Regions from separate parts of the Mus musculus genome. Here region 1 is linked to region 2. The links are chromatin contacts, called in public promoter capture Hi-C maps. All regions are on one chromosome and are shown on one strand. The core of a region is the stretch at or near the end of the contact, and the rest is flanking DNA. Distances in the headings are between cores, read along the strand shown. Region 1 holds the start of Skp1 (S-phase kinase-associated protein 1). Region 2 holds the start of N4bp3 (NEDD4 binding protein 3).

Region 1 (6,961 bases), core at 1,206-3,705, 580 kb after region 2:
TGAGACAGGATTTCTCTGTGTAGCCCTGGCTATCCTGGAACTTACTCTGTAGACCAGGCTGGCCTCGAACTCAGAAATCTGTCTGCCTCTGCCTCCCAAGTGCTGGGAAAGGCTTGTGCCACCACCGCCTGGCTTAGCTGCCTTTTCTTGAGTGGTACCAATTAATTATTGTATTATCCACTAAAAAATTCTTTTTTTGATTTAGGTTCTTGCTTTATAGCCTTAGCTGACCCAAAATTATGTAGACCAGGCTATTCTTGAACTCACTATGTGTAGAGGATGCCCTTGAACTTCGGATTCTCCTGCTTCTGTCTCCTGAGTGCTGGAGTTACAGACCTGTGCCATCATGCAGTTTGTGGGGGTGTTGGAAATCAAACCCATGGCCTCACATATGCTAGGCATACACACTGCCAACTGAACTACATCCCCAGACCCAGAAAATAAATAGACTTGCAAAAGAGTTGTAGTCCTGCATCCAATCCATTACAGGTAGAAAATTGATATATAATACACGCTTATGAACCCATATCCAAATGGTGGGAATATATATATATATATCAATCACCCTACGTTTGCCCCAGCTGCTAGTTCCATTTCTTTAGGCAAAGGATTTCTTGTGCATCTTTTGTGAACTATCGTGCACCTTAAATAGTCTGAGCATGGCAAGGATTGAACTCAGGGGCCTGGGCACGCTAAGCTTTGTTCCAGCACCCAAATCTCCATTTTCTGCTCTAAGCATTTGTTAATTCCGTTACTGGAGGCTCTCAGACCTCTGGGGAAAACCATATACTTTGTGCCATGCAGTGTGCTGGCTTCTTAGGCTCGCTGTATGACCCAGGACTGTTTAAGGAGCCCACCGAGTTTATGGCACGTGGAGGAAAAGGCTCTCTAGTGGGCCTTCCCTAGGAGGCCCGAAGCCGGAGCTGTGAAGGGCAGGCAGCGCTGCAGATAAAAAGCCTGAGAACTGTGGGTCTTTCATCTTCTGTCATCGACTCTGGCACCTGGCAGACATTGGATACCAGCAGACAAAGACCTGGTAATTCAACCCATTGCTTGGTCTCTCTGCCCAGTCTTGTCCTAGAGAAGCTGTAGTCTCTGGTTTCTTTAGGAGGCCCTGTGTGGAAAAGTCTTTTGTCTTCGTGGTGCCAGGAATACCAATCATGTGCTCACTGGTTAGGTGAGCCTGGCGCCTTGGTGGGGCTAGTGATGCTCCCTAGACACAGCAGGGCAGGGCAGGGCAGGGCAGGCAATTGCCCTCTTCCTGGCTGGGCTGAGGCCAGATGGGTGCTTTCAGGCCTCTCCCTTTACTTCAAAGCTGTTTCATTCTAGCGACCTTATCACAGCCTTCTTTGAGCCGCCTGTACAGCATAGCCTGTTCAGGTTGAGCCTGACTGTCCCCGTTCATTGCTGGATGGATCCCCAGCACTGGCCTCACAGATTGGCCTAGAGCATGGTTACCCAAAGAATGTAACCTCCATGCTACATTCACATTGACTCTCTCCAGGCTTGGCGCTTCACTCCAACAATGGCTATTTGGGGGCCTGGAAGCCTCTTCAAAGTTCAAAGGTAGGAAATAAAGGTGAAGATTAGCCAACAGGGTGGTCCTAGCCTCGAATCTCCAAGCTGGCTATTGGGAGGCAGACAGATCTGAGTTTAAATAGCGAGCTCCAAGCCTTATATAGTAAGACCCTGTCTCAAAACAAAACAACAAGAGTTTCAGGCAAGTATATATGTGGTGAAAATGCCTGTGACCCCAGCGCAGGTGGAAGGAGATCATGAATTTTAGACCAACCTGGTCAACATACTGAATTTACAGCTACTCTGTGCCAAACAGGGTCCCGTCTTAAAATGCAAAGAAAATAAAACTTTAAAAATCAAATAAGCAGGTGTACCATGTCAGGAGTATTTAAGAATTCTAAGCCGCCTAGGTTAAAGAAACACCTTTGTCTCAACATGGCATACATGTATATATATATATATATTTAATTCAGTATCAGTAGAGAAGGTTCAACTCCTGAACCCCTGGTCAGCAAACTCAATTCTATTTCCTTAGGTTATTAGGAGAGTAACGGTGGTCAGGCTGAGGCGACTCCTTTAAGGAAAACACACACCCACAACCGGTTTTGCGGTTTGTTGTTTCCAGGCTTTTCCAGGACTGGGGTCTTTCAAGCCGTTTAAGACAGCCCATGCCTGAAAGACCCTTCGGGTCGAGATGGTTTCCCAGCCGGTGCCGGAGTCCGCTTTGAAGGAGAGCATGGCGCTGTTTAGGCCAGCGGAGTAAGGAGGACGTCCCTCTCTTGCCCAGCCACCCCTCCACCCGCCGCCGCTCAGCACCTCTCCAGGAGACCTCTGCGGCGCTCAGGGTCTGCCGCCTGTGTTTCGACTGCCGTCAGGCGATCTCAACGGCCAGCCCGGCCGGCTGTGTGACGTCACGGGCTCGGGGTCCTCGGCGCCTGCGTCCCGCTGCTATAAAAGGCGACGCCGCGCGGCGCCGCTCGAGTGGCCTTGTTCTCGATACTTCGTTGTGGTTGTGAACTCTGTCCGGCAGCCTCGGGCCTGCGGTCTTGAGACGGAGCACCGTGAGTAGCAACCCGCGAGCCGGACACGTTCCTCGAGGGAGGGGCTGGGTGGGAGCCTCGCGTTGGCTGTGGAGTGCACGAGGCGGCGAGGCGACCTGGCCTCGTATCCTGAGGCGCCGTGCGGCCCGTTGCAGACCCCCGGACCGCGGGAGGCACGAGGAGGCCGAGTCAGGCCTTCAAGGGTCTCCCATCCTTTCGGCGCTCGCTCAGGGAAGAGAGTCGAGCCCTGTGGCAGGCCTGCCGCTTTGCAGGCGACGTCAGTCGGCCCCAAACGCGACTGGAAGGCCCAGGCTTCGTACCGGGCCTGCCTTAGCGACAGGCTTGCTGCTCCGCGCTCCAGGCCGGGTGGGCAGCGAGGCTTTGAGTAGGGGTCCTGGGCCGTTCCAGGTGGTGGCTGTCGTTGCCATTTGATTCTTGGCTCCCTCCCTTTTCTCCTGTATCTGGCGTCAATTAGCTCCTTATTGGTCTCACCTTTTTAACCACCGAATATGCAGGTAACAGACTCCCAATGTTTCTTTGCGTTTTGTCACGTTCTGCAGTCTCTGAACTTGTTACTGTAATAGACACTGTCGTCTGAGGTGTGTGGCATTTGACGCTAAAACCTGAGGTGTTTGGGTTTTTTAAGGGATAGTGCTAAAACCTGCCTTCTGGTTCACTTTTTCACGGAGTCCTCAGGTTTGGAGACTCAGTTTTTCAGCAGAATGTTACAGTAGACTGTATTGTGGCATAGAACAATGCAGTCTCTTCCGTCCTGCAGTGTAGTAACAAGTGTCAGAATTTCGAGTCACTTAAAACAGGTTTGTTTTTAAAGTCTGGTATACTAGAATTCTCATGCTAGACTTGGATGATTAATTTCCAAGTCTAGGAGCTTAGAGAACTGAAGAAGGGTTTTTTGAAAGCATATCAAATCGAAACCTCATACATTATTACTTAAAAATTTTGCACTTAATTCCAACACAACAACAAAAGTGAAGTCTAGGATTACAGAGTGCGTTGAATTACAGATTAACCGATTGCCTCCCTGTCATTTAATAAGATCCTGGCTCCCTTGCAAGTAACCTAATACCTAAATTTGACTATGACTAAGCACATCTTTATTTATTGTGAATTATTTCAAGGAAATACGGGGTGGTCTTTTAAAATAATTTTATCAACTACATAGACTTGTTCTGGAATGCTCATTGTAGTACTAGAGATCATAAAAAGAACACAGTGTCTTGCTATTAAAAACTGGCCTATTTTAACTTTTATTGTTGCCTTATCATAGGGAGGGTCTGCTGCTCTGACTTCTCTGTTCTGCAGACATGTTTGTTAGTTGAAAAGTGAACTCTTGAGTCTCTTCAACCATGGATGAGTGGGAGCTGGGTATTTCAATGGATGATTGTAAAACAAGCTTTACCTCTCCCAACCCCCTTTCTTGAAGCTTGTTTACTTGAGGAATTGGGGACAAGTGTCTCAGAAAGCTGAATGAATATTTTAGGAGATGTGCTGAGTCTTAAGTGTTTGACCCTAAAATAGGTGTAGTAGTTATTTTAAATGCTAAACCCTGTACTTTTGTGAAAAATCGCGTTAGTAATACAACTCAGATCCAGAAATGCTTAAGAAGTACCTTTAGAGTAACATTGAAGGCTTGTATCTTCCTTAGAAGCACAGACCTGCCTAGTTGCATGTGAGGTAGGGATTTTGGTGCCCACCTTTAGTCCCAGCACTGGAGGCAGCGGCAGGTTTATGGCTGAGTTCAAGACTAGTCTTAAGTTCCAGGACAGCCAGGGTAATACAGAGGAACCCTATCTCAAAAAACAAAACAAAAACTATCAGAAAAAAAGTTGCTTGTGAATTTTAAAGAGGTCTTGAATTAATCCTCTTTTGAAGGGATGAGGGGGAAATCTGATGATAAGAAATTGCTGGCTTAGAGCTTTTAGTATTAATACTGATTTGTTTTTATTTGGCTTTTTTTTTTTCCCTGATGACTCATTTTATATCTCAGTTGATAAGGTTTTGGATTTTTGTTTTTGGGGGGATTTGTTGAGTTTAGTTTTTGAGACGGGGCCAAGAAAACCAGGCTAACCTTAAATTTATTTTCCTATGTGTCAAGAAGATGGTCATAAACTCCTGATCCTTCTATTTGGCAAACTGTTGGGATTATGGGATGTACTTGCTTGGCTCACCTTTTGGGGAGAGGGGGAGAGGGCGGTGTTGCAGATTGAAATAGAGCTTTATACGTGTTAGGCATTATACTAAGGAGCTATATCTCCAGCCTCTTTTGTATTTCATTTTAAGCAGACTCTTACTGAGTTCCACCAAAGCTGGCTTGACCTCATTATGTTACTTAGTCCTTGAAATTATGATCCTCACTCGGGCATCTAAAAGCTGGGCATTACAGGACTTTTCTCTGTATAGCCCTGGCTGTCCTGGAACTCACTCTGTAGACTGGCCTTGAACTCAAAGAGATGCACCTGTGTCTTGACTCCCAAGTGCTGGAATTAAAGGCATACACTACTACCATGCCATTTTAAATTAATTTATATTTGGTGGGTGTTTTTGTTTTTGGAGACAGATTCTTACATAACCTAGGCTGGATTTGAACTTGGCTGTGTGCCTGATGTCTGAATTCCTGTGTCTCAAGTACTGGCTTTATAGGTGCCTGCCACTATGACTTAAATGCATTTTTGTAGTTTGCTTTTGTGGAGACAAGGTCTGTCTGTGTAGTCCTGGCTATCCTGTATGTAGCTATTTAGACCATGCTGGCCTCTGTCTGCCTCTGCCTTCTAAGAGCTGGGATTAAAGGCCTGTGCCACCACTCCTGGCTCTAAATGCATTTTAGAAGAGTTTTTTGTTTGTTTTGTTAGAGTTTCTCTGTGCAGCCTTGGCTGTCCTGGAACTTTCTCTGTAGACCAGGCTGGCCTCAATTTATAGAAGTCTTCCTGCCTCTGCCTCCCAGTGCTGGGTTAGGGTAAAGGCATGAACCACCACCACCCAGCTCCTTTTAAAATTTTTATTACCTATTGCTCACTCAGGTGTTCAAGTTTGGGATTGTTTGGCTAAGTCTCTACCCAAAAAAAAAAAAAAAAAAAAAAAAAAGGCCTGTTTCAGCCAGACAGTGGTGGAGCAGGCCTTAATTGGAGCAATATTGAGTTCAAGACCAACCTGGTCTACAGAGTGAGTTCTAGGACAGTCACAGCTACACAAGGAAACCTTGCCTCGAAAAAAACAAAACAATAATAGGTCTCTTCTAAATTTAAGTTCTGTGTGGGTTTTAGGGATGGTATTATGAGCTGTCTATACGTCCTTTATTATCTTGTATGTGTTCTTGTTTAGAAGTGAGCATACCCAAGTCTTCTCCTTGAGGTAGTTTACTTGTTTTTTACCAGTAGATTTCATTGTAGGAAATTTACTTTTATTTGATAGCTTTGTTTATTTTGGATTGACTTTGCTCAGGTTTGTTAGTAATTGTGGCAGTTAATTTTTCAGATTGAGTAGTTGTTACTCCATGACAGCATAAAGGAATATAGAAAGCGTGTATTATATGGAGATTTCTTGGTTCTGCCAGCAGATGAACAATGACACAGAGACTTTGTTTTGTTTTTTCGAGACAGGGTTTCTCTGTGTAGCCCTGGCTGTCCTGGAACTCACTCTGTAGACCAGGCTGGCCTCGAACTCAGAAATTCGCCTGCCTCTGCCTCCCAAGTGCTGGGATCAATGGCATGCGCCACCACACCCGCGACTGTCAGCTCTTTATTAAACCAAACATCCAGCAAGGAAGGTGAGGAACCATAAAAATAACAATACCAAAATCGGAGCCATACTCAGCTCTCTGCCAATACAGAATTAACAACTGAATAGCACAAAAGACAACCATCACACATTGTATAAAAGTCACCCCACAGTGTGTCTTAAAATTTTTGAGGAGCTAGCAAATGGTTGGCCCAAGCCTGATGATCTAAGCCTGATCCTTGGAACCCACCCAATGAAAGAGAGATCCATCTTCCTCCAACTTGTTCTCTGACCTCCACATGTGTGCTGAGGTATATGCACACCCACACACATCTAAAAGTAGATGTCAAAAACACTGCTCTTAAAACCAGTTGTATTAATCCCAGCACTCGGGAGGCAGAGGCAGGCGGATTTCTGAGTTCGAGGCCAGCCTGGTCTACAAAGTGAGTTCCAGGACAGCCAGGGCTATACAGAGAGACCCTATCTCGAAGGAAAAAAACAACAACAAACCCAACAACAAAAAGTTGTAAATTCAGTACCGCCTTTAAATGGACCTTAAAGACTGAGAAAATATTCCTCCCTCCCTCCCCTTTCCTTGTTCCTTTCCCATCTCTCCCTTTCCCTCCCCTGTTCTCTCCACCCTTTCTTTCTTTCTTTCTCTCTCTCTC
Region 2 (6,875 bases), core at 1,068-3,567:
TCCTTCCTTTCCGTTGCTTAGGAGCCTTGGGATTGCCTGCCTGGGCCAGGGCAGCTGTGCAGGCTCTCTGGCCTGTGATGTGTGTGTGTGTGTGTGTGTGTGTGTGTGTGTAGGAGAGAGCTAGCAAGAGCCTCATAACCTCTGGGAGATCAGAGCAGTACAGAAAGTGGGAGTGGGGGGGGGGTTCCACCAAATGCTAGGGCTGTGCTGCCACAGTAGGGTGTCTATCTTAATGCCCAGGGCTCTGTAAGGAGCTGAACACACCATTACTCATCCAGCCACAGCAGTACCCCTTCATTCCTGTCTCCCTCTGGCCCCAGGATCAGCCAGCAGTGCAGAAAGCCTCAAATAGAGGTACCCAGCGGGGCACCCCAGCACCAGACCCTGGATGCCTCTTCAAAGCACATCCAGGAGGTGGAATGAGGTGCCCAAGGTCATGTTCAGCAGTATGGGAGGCAGCTTTCACTGCATTTCCTTCAGGTTAGGGCACCTCATCCTCCCCGAGGCAGGAGTTACAGTTCAACCTGAACTGCCACTAGTCCCACCAGAGTGCCCCAGGGGAGGGTCACACCACCTGCTGGGGGGATCAGCCTTTCTGAGGGGTGTGCCTGCAGCTGCCACAGAGGAATGACACTGGAATGTCCCAACTCCAAAAATGGGGACAGCCTGAGAGGCGATGGGGGCAGCTGGCATACCCTACCCCCTGGACAGAATTATCCACATTTTGCTCTATGTCCAGTGCTTCAGTGTTTCTGAGCTCTTCTATTTCACAATGTCACATCGTCTCCACACTAGTCGGTGGAGCACGGCATAAAGGACCCTATCTACACATAGGGAAACTGAGGCTTGAAAGAAGGAATCACACGCTGAAAGAAGACTCCGCTTTGAGGACCAATCTGGATTCCCACAGTAAAGCCCTCTATACTACACCCAGCTGTCCCAGCTAGGGGTCACCTTCCACTAGTATACTCTGCTGTCTACGTAGCCTGCCCAGCCCCCCATGCTTGTTTCTCCCAAGGGCAAGGTTGAGAGGGATGGAACTTAACCCCCCTCCCAGAGATCCCTCCTGCCCGCCCTGGGGAAAGAGGTAAGAAGAAGAAATAGTGGAAGTGGCGCAGGTTTAGGGACTCTTGAGCTCAGGAAACTGCTAGAGGCGGTGTCGGGAACTAGCTGGTCGCTTTCATTCAGTCTTGCACATACACACCCACACGCAGCCAGTCGGCAGAGAAGCCCTGCTTGTGAGAGCCTGGGAGGAGGCTCATCTCTAGGTCCAGGAGGGCCTCCCGCCTCTGCTCCCGCCCAAGGACAACCATTCCCAATCTGTATCTTTGGGTTGGGTATGTCCCAAGCTCCCATCTTAATACTGAGATACCTTAAGAGTCCTGGTCCTTACTTTTGTCAAAGGCTAAAGTCAGGACTGGAACAGAGTCCCAGACCTTGGGACGTCCCCTGTTCGCAGGTCCCCAGGTGAGGACCAGACACAGTAGGGGGCTGAGGCAGGAAGAGGGTACCCTGAGGGTGAGGGCAGGTGAGTGGTGTCCCCGGGAAGGCGGCAGAGAAGACAGGTTGGACATCCCGGTGGAACTGCGCCCAGGAAGGCTGTGGAGGAAGCAAGGGATCCCAGAACTACCGGAGGCCCTCCTAGCTACCCAGGGGGCGGGGTGGGGTGCACGTCTCCCGCCCGCCGTCTGTGGGGCCTGCTTAGAGCTGGTGCAGGGGGCGGAGGCCGAGGTCAGACTCCTGCGCCAAGGGCGCCTGCCCCTCCTAGCTGCGGCGTGGGGATCGGGGCGATGCTCCACGGAAAATGCATTTACAGGTCAGCCTCGTGCGCGGGAGCAGAGGACACCGGGGCGCGCACAGCATCCTGCCAACCCCCGCCGGGTGTCCGAGAACGACCTCAGCGACCCGCCCTACCCACTTACCATGCTGGCTCCGTGAATCCTAGGGCGCGCTGCAGTCCCCAGCTCGGTCTCGAACCTTTCTCTTCCCAGGCTCTTCGGGAACGCGCGGGAGCCGGATCGGCGGGCAAAGGACGCACTGGGCGACACTCGTCCGCTGGCCCCAGAGACGGAGGGAAAACCCGGCCTGACTCACCCGCGCGGCGCGAGCCCCAGCGCCCAGCCCGGCCCCCGGATGTGGGGGGCGGGAACCGGCACCGCCCCCGAGCGACCTGAGCCCCGCCCGGGCTCGCGGGTGCTGCGGGGCCGGGACCCCACCGCTAGCCGCGCATGGTGCAGCGGCCACCGCGATGCGTGCTCGTTCGCTCGCTCACGTGCAGCAGCTCTGCAGACCCCAGCCCGGACGAGGCTCTAGAGCGCGCGCCGCACTGCTTGCTGCTCCTCCTTCTCCTCCTCCTCCAACTCGGGCCTCGCCCGCCTCACCCGGTTTCCTTCCAGAACCAGCTTCCAAACTGGCTTGCTGGGATGGGTTGGTCAGGTCTCTGCCGCCTCTTTCTCAGGTAAGCGCCACTTTCCTCGTTTGAGAATAAACCCAAGACGCGCTCTAAGAGCCGAAGAGGTGTAGTAGGCGTCTACAGTAGTTAGCCGCTGGACTTTTATTTTGGAGGGAGGTTGATTTACCTGTGCAGCCTTCTAGGGGCGGCAGGTTCAGATGCCTTTAGGGGCCAGACTGATAGTGTAAATGAGTCATATGGGTTGGGTAAGCCAGTAGCGGGGACGGAAACCGAAGGCTGGACACTCAGACACGTTCAAGAGTAAGAAGTTGGAACACCTTTTCTTCCTTAAAAAGTTAAACATAGATGTGGGGTGGGGTGGGGTGGGGTGGGGTGGGGTGGTAAGGGTTGTGTATGGAGAGATGGTTCAGTGGTTAAGAGTACTTGCTGCTCTAGCAGAGGACCCGGTTTTGGTTCCCAGCAACCACGTGGTTGCTCACAATCCTTTGCAGCTCCAGTTCCAGGGTATGGAACGCCCCCCCCCTCACCCCCACCCCCGGCCCCTGGGGGCATTACTCGCACTGGGTGCACATTTACTCACGCTGGCACATACACGTAATTTTGTTGTTGTTGTTTTTAAGATAAAAAAAAAAAACCAAACCAGTAAGTTAAACAGATTCATGATAGCATTTCCACTCCTGGGTATATGACTAAAGAAATCAGGTATGCCAACAAGTGCTTGCACTCAGATGATCATAGCAATCCTGTGTATAACAGTCAAAAGAAGGACACAGGTCAAACCCTCCAGCAATTAGTGAAAGGATAAACAGTGTGGTCCAACCATACAGTGGAATATTACTTACCACAGAAAAGGCATAGTGCCATTTCATGCTACAACTCAAACCTCTAACAAGTGATGGTAAGTCAAAGAAACCCAGCAGAGACCATGTGTGAACCTTTATGGACAGAATGCAGGCTAGTGCTAGAAGCCACAGGGAGGGAGAAATGAGGATGATCCTTGCAAGTTATCGGGTTTTGTCCTGGAATCAGGTGGTGGTGACAGCACTTTCCTTTTACATTGTCTTACAGAGGGCTGGGGTGTGACTCAGTAGGAGAGCATTCTCTCAGAGGCTGCTTGAGGCCCTGGGTTCAATTCCCAGTACCTTAAGTTAAAATGGATAATTTTGTATCAGGCAAGTCAACTTCATTTAAACAACAAAACATTACTGTGGCCCAGCAGGTACCGATTTGCCGCCTCTGTTTTCTATTTCTACCGTAGTCAAATGTTAACAATGGATTTTTCTCTTTAAGAAACCTCATTCACAGCACTTGGTATCTCAGTCATGCAGGGACTGCAGGTATATGGGGGAGCGGGGTTGCCTGAGACAGATGAACATTGACCATAAGAGCACACGTATGGTCTTGGGGACCTGAGGAAATGCCTCTCTGGGCAAGTAGCCTGACAGAAGCCCAGAATTCAAATGTTTCCTCAGGGAGGTGTATTCATGGTTCTGAGGCCCAGAGCTGGAGAAATCTGGACATGTTCAGATGTAGAGGAGCTCTGAAGGGAGGCCAGGGCCTGGAGAGTTCCCCAAAGGTGGCACACAGGTGTTGTCCCAGAACTGCCTCATGGATCATCCTGCAGAGCCTCTGCAATACAGACACAAGAATAACAGCAACAATAATAATTACCAAGTATTTGTGGAGTTAGGGCATTTGTAATCCCAGTATTTAGAGTTTAGAAAAATAGGAAGATCAGACTGGAGAGAGGCTCAGCCGTAAAGAGCACTGACTGCTCTTCCAGAGGTCCTGAGTTCAATTCCCAGCAACCACAGGGTGGCTCACAACCATCTGTAATGGGACATCTGATGCCCTCTTCTGGCATGTCTGACAGCTACAGTGTACTCATATAAATTGAGAGAGAGAGAGAGAGAGAGAGAGAGAAGGGAAATCAGGAGTTTATCTGAGAGAGAGAGAGAGAGAGAGAGAGAGAGAGAGAGAGAGAGAGAGAGAGAAGGGAAATCAGGAGTTTATCTGTCTGGCTAAGGAGAAGGTTGCACAAGGCTGGACTATGCACTGTGCTGTGCACACAAGTCTTGCTTGCCAACAGAAGCGGGGAGGATGGGTTATGGGCACCCAGGCAAAAGAGGTGAGAACATTCTTGAGGAGAAAAAAGTCAAAACTAATTCTAAATCCTTTTATTCTGTGTGTATTGATGTTTTGCCTACACGTATGCCTGGGTGAAGGTGTCCGATCTTGGAGTTATAGTTGTGAGCTACCATGTGTGTGCTGGAAGAGTAAGCAGTGTTCCTAACCACTGAGCCATCTCTCCAGCCCCCTAAATTCTTTTTTGTTTGTTTGTTTGTTTGAAACAGTCTCTTGTAGGGCAGGCTGTCCTTGAACTCATTTGGTAGCAGAGGATGGCTTTGAACTCCTGATCTTCCTGCTTTCCATACTCTAAATACTGGGATTACAAATTCCCTAGCTCTGTAAATACTTAGCAATGATTACTGCTGTTGTTATTCTTGGTGTGTGTATGTGTGTGTGTTTGTTGTTGTATGTTGACGTGTATGCATTTGCGTGCAGGTGGAGGACAGTGGACGGTTTGTGGAGTCTGTTTCTCTCTCTCTACCTTTACATGGCTTCGGAGGATCAAGCTCAGGTCCTCGGGCTTGTACAGCAAAGACTTCGCCCAGCGAACCATTTCAGCTGCCCCATCTCTAAGTGAGTCAGGTTCAGTGACACCCAAGGCCACCTCCCTCCCCTTCCTGGATCCCCTTCTATGTTTGCAAATGCAGTGACTTATCCAGGTTCTGGTTTCCTCCTTCTTCCCTCCCCCTCCAGTGTTCTTTCCCTTTACCAGGCTATCAGAAGAGAGGGATGGTGGCTGTATCCCGGGCATCCCAGCAGGAAGGACTGGGTTAGAGGCTCCTGGCTGAACAGAACACTCAGAACTGGCATTTCAGGTAAGGATCCTGGCTGGGATGCAGATCTGAGGGGCTAGAGTGGAGGGAGAGAGCCTGCTGCTAACCTCTCAACAAAGATGTCATTCAGGGAAGCAAGGGGACATCAGGAGGCAGGCTACTTGTCCCCATCCTTTGCACAGGCTGGGGACTCCACAGACTGCTAAGACAACTGTCCTGCCCCTAGGGAGGAGCTGGCCCGACAAATACTGCCTGGCTTTTGAGCCTTTGCGTATTGTTACTCTTTGTGTGTGTGTGTGTGTGTGTGTGTGTGTGTGTGTGTGTGTGTGTGTGTGTGTATTGTTACTCTTGTTACCTTGATAGGAAATGGCAAGGCAGGTAGGACCAGCTGACCCTGTAGAGAAGTAGGTGGAGACACCATCCAGTGCCTTCTCTTCCCCTACCCCCCTTATGCCTTCCTCTGTGTCAACAAGGCATGGGACATGCCACTGGACTCTTGGATGTCCTTGGTTCAGCTTTCTCTGATAAAAAAGTTGGGGGGCGTCCAGTGGGGGGCACATGATCTACCACCCCCAAAGTACACCTCAGAGCTAGAGGGCCTGAAAGGGTCTGCCTTTCTGAGGTCTTAGAGAGAAGGTGGGCTGGACAGAGTTGGGGATCAGAGGCCATCAAGAGGTCAGGCTGCTTCCCTCCCATCGCAGGCTCGCCTCACAACATGAACGAGACTAGATTCGTGCAGGCAGCTGGCCTCAAGGAGGGGGTGTACCCACTGAACTGTCTGCCTCTTGAGTTCATCATGCAGACACGCATACGTGAGTATCTTGTCCCCACATTTGACAGAACTATGGATTTGACATGCAAGCCATGTGGTTCCAATGCCAAGGAGTGAGGCACTTGGGGCACCAGGCCAGGGCTGAAGTGAAACCAGATTCCCTGGGTGTACCTATTTCCTGAATTGGCTACCCTGGGACAATTTGATTTCCTTCAGTTATCTGTTGCCTGCAAGTGCCCAAGTCAGTAAGGGTCCTAGGGCTACCCATGTTGAATAGGAATTCATCCGCTCTCTGGCTGTCACCCCTGGCCCCGTCACCTCTCCTCTTGACAGTTGCAACAGCCTTCCTAGGCTCCTCTCCAACCTGCCTGAGAGGAAACTTATAGCGCACACATTTGTCTCCAGCCATCTGAAGCCTGTGTTGTAGAGTCTCAGGCCCAAGACTGGCCCTGCCACCCCCTCAGGCTTAGACACAGCTACTGCCTCCGGGCCACCTACATCTTGGGGGCTGTCTCAGCCTCCTCCTTGTAACTGGCTGGTTTGGGGGTGACCCACCATCTTCAGAGTCCATCTTCCCACCCTCAACATAAAATTGATCACAGTGTTGCCACTCTCAGCCTCTTCCCTGCCAGTGGCTCTTTCACCATGCACCCTTATCACTGGGTCACTTGTCCTGTCTTGTCACTCCCAGAAAATAACAAGCCCTGAGCACATAGGTGCCCAGTACAGATTCTCCCAAGGTCTTGAAGGAGTTTTGGAAACGCCATCCTAACACAGTACGCTTGAC

What was found. Capture Hi-C pulls out chosen DNA fragments and counts their contacts.
Region 1: a contact with region 2 is called in a promoter capture Hi-C map of adipose tissue. The contact joins the promoter of Skp1 here to the promoter of N4bp3 in region 2. A contact is called at or near these places in 2 of 39 promoter capture datasets (liver and pre-B cells), 3 of 115 datasets of contacts at active chromatin or transcription factors (double positive thymocytes, embryonic stem cells and pro-B cells) and 3 of 9 other capture datasets (adipose tissue, liver and macrophages).

What each region holds. Positions count from the first base shown.
Region 1 is chr11:52,229,540-52,236,500 of GRCm38.p6, forward strand. Skp1 (S-phase kinase-associated protein 1) reads left to right here and starts at 2,456. Exons shown (of 6, transcript NM_011543.4): 1 at 2,456-2,579.
Region 2 is chr11:51,648,756-51,655,630 of GRCm38.p6, forward strand. It overlaps N4bp3 (NEDD4 binding protein 3), which reads right to left and starts at 2,318. Exons shown (of 5, transcript NM_145974.3): 1 at 1,923-2,318. It overlaps D930048N14Rik (RIKEN cDNA D930048N14 gene), which reads left to right and starts at 2,199. Exons shown (of 4, transcript NR_027958.1): 1 at 2,199-2,458; 2 at 4,979-5,116; 3 at 5,237-5,358; 4 at 6,018-6,875. Gm30058 (a long non-coding RNA gene) reads right to left here. Exons shown (of 2, transcript XR_388627.1): 2 at 3,335-4,042.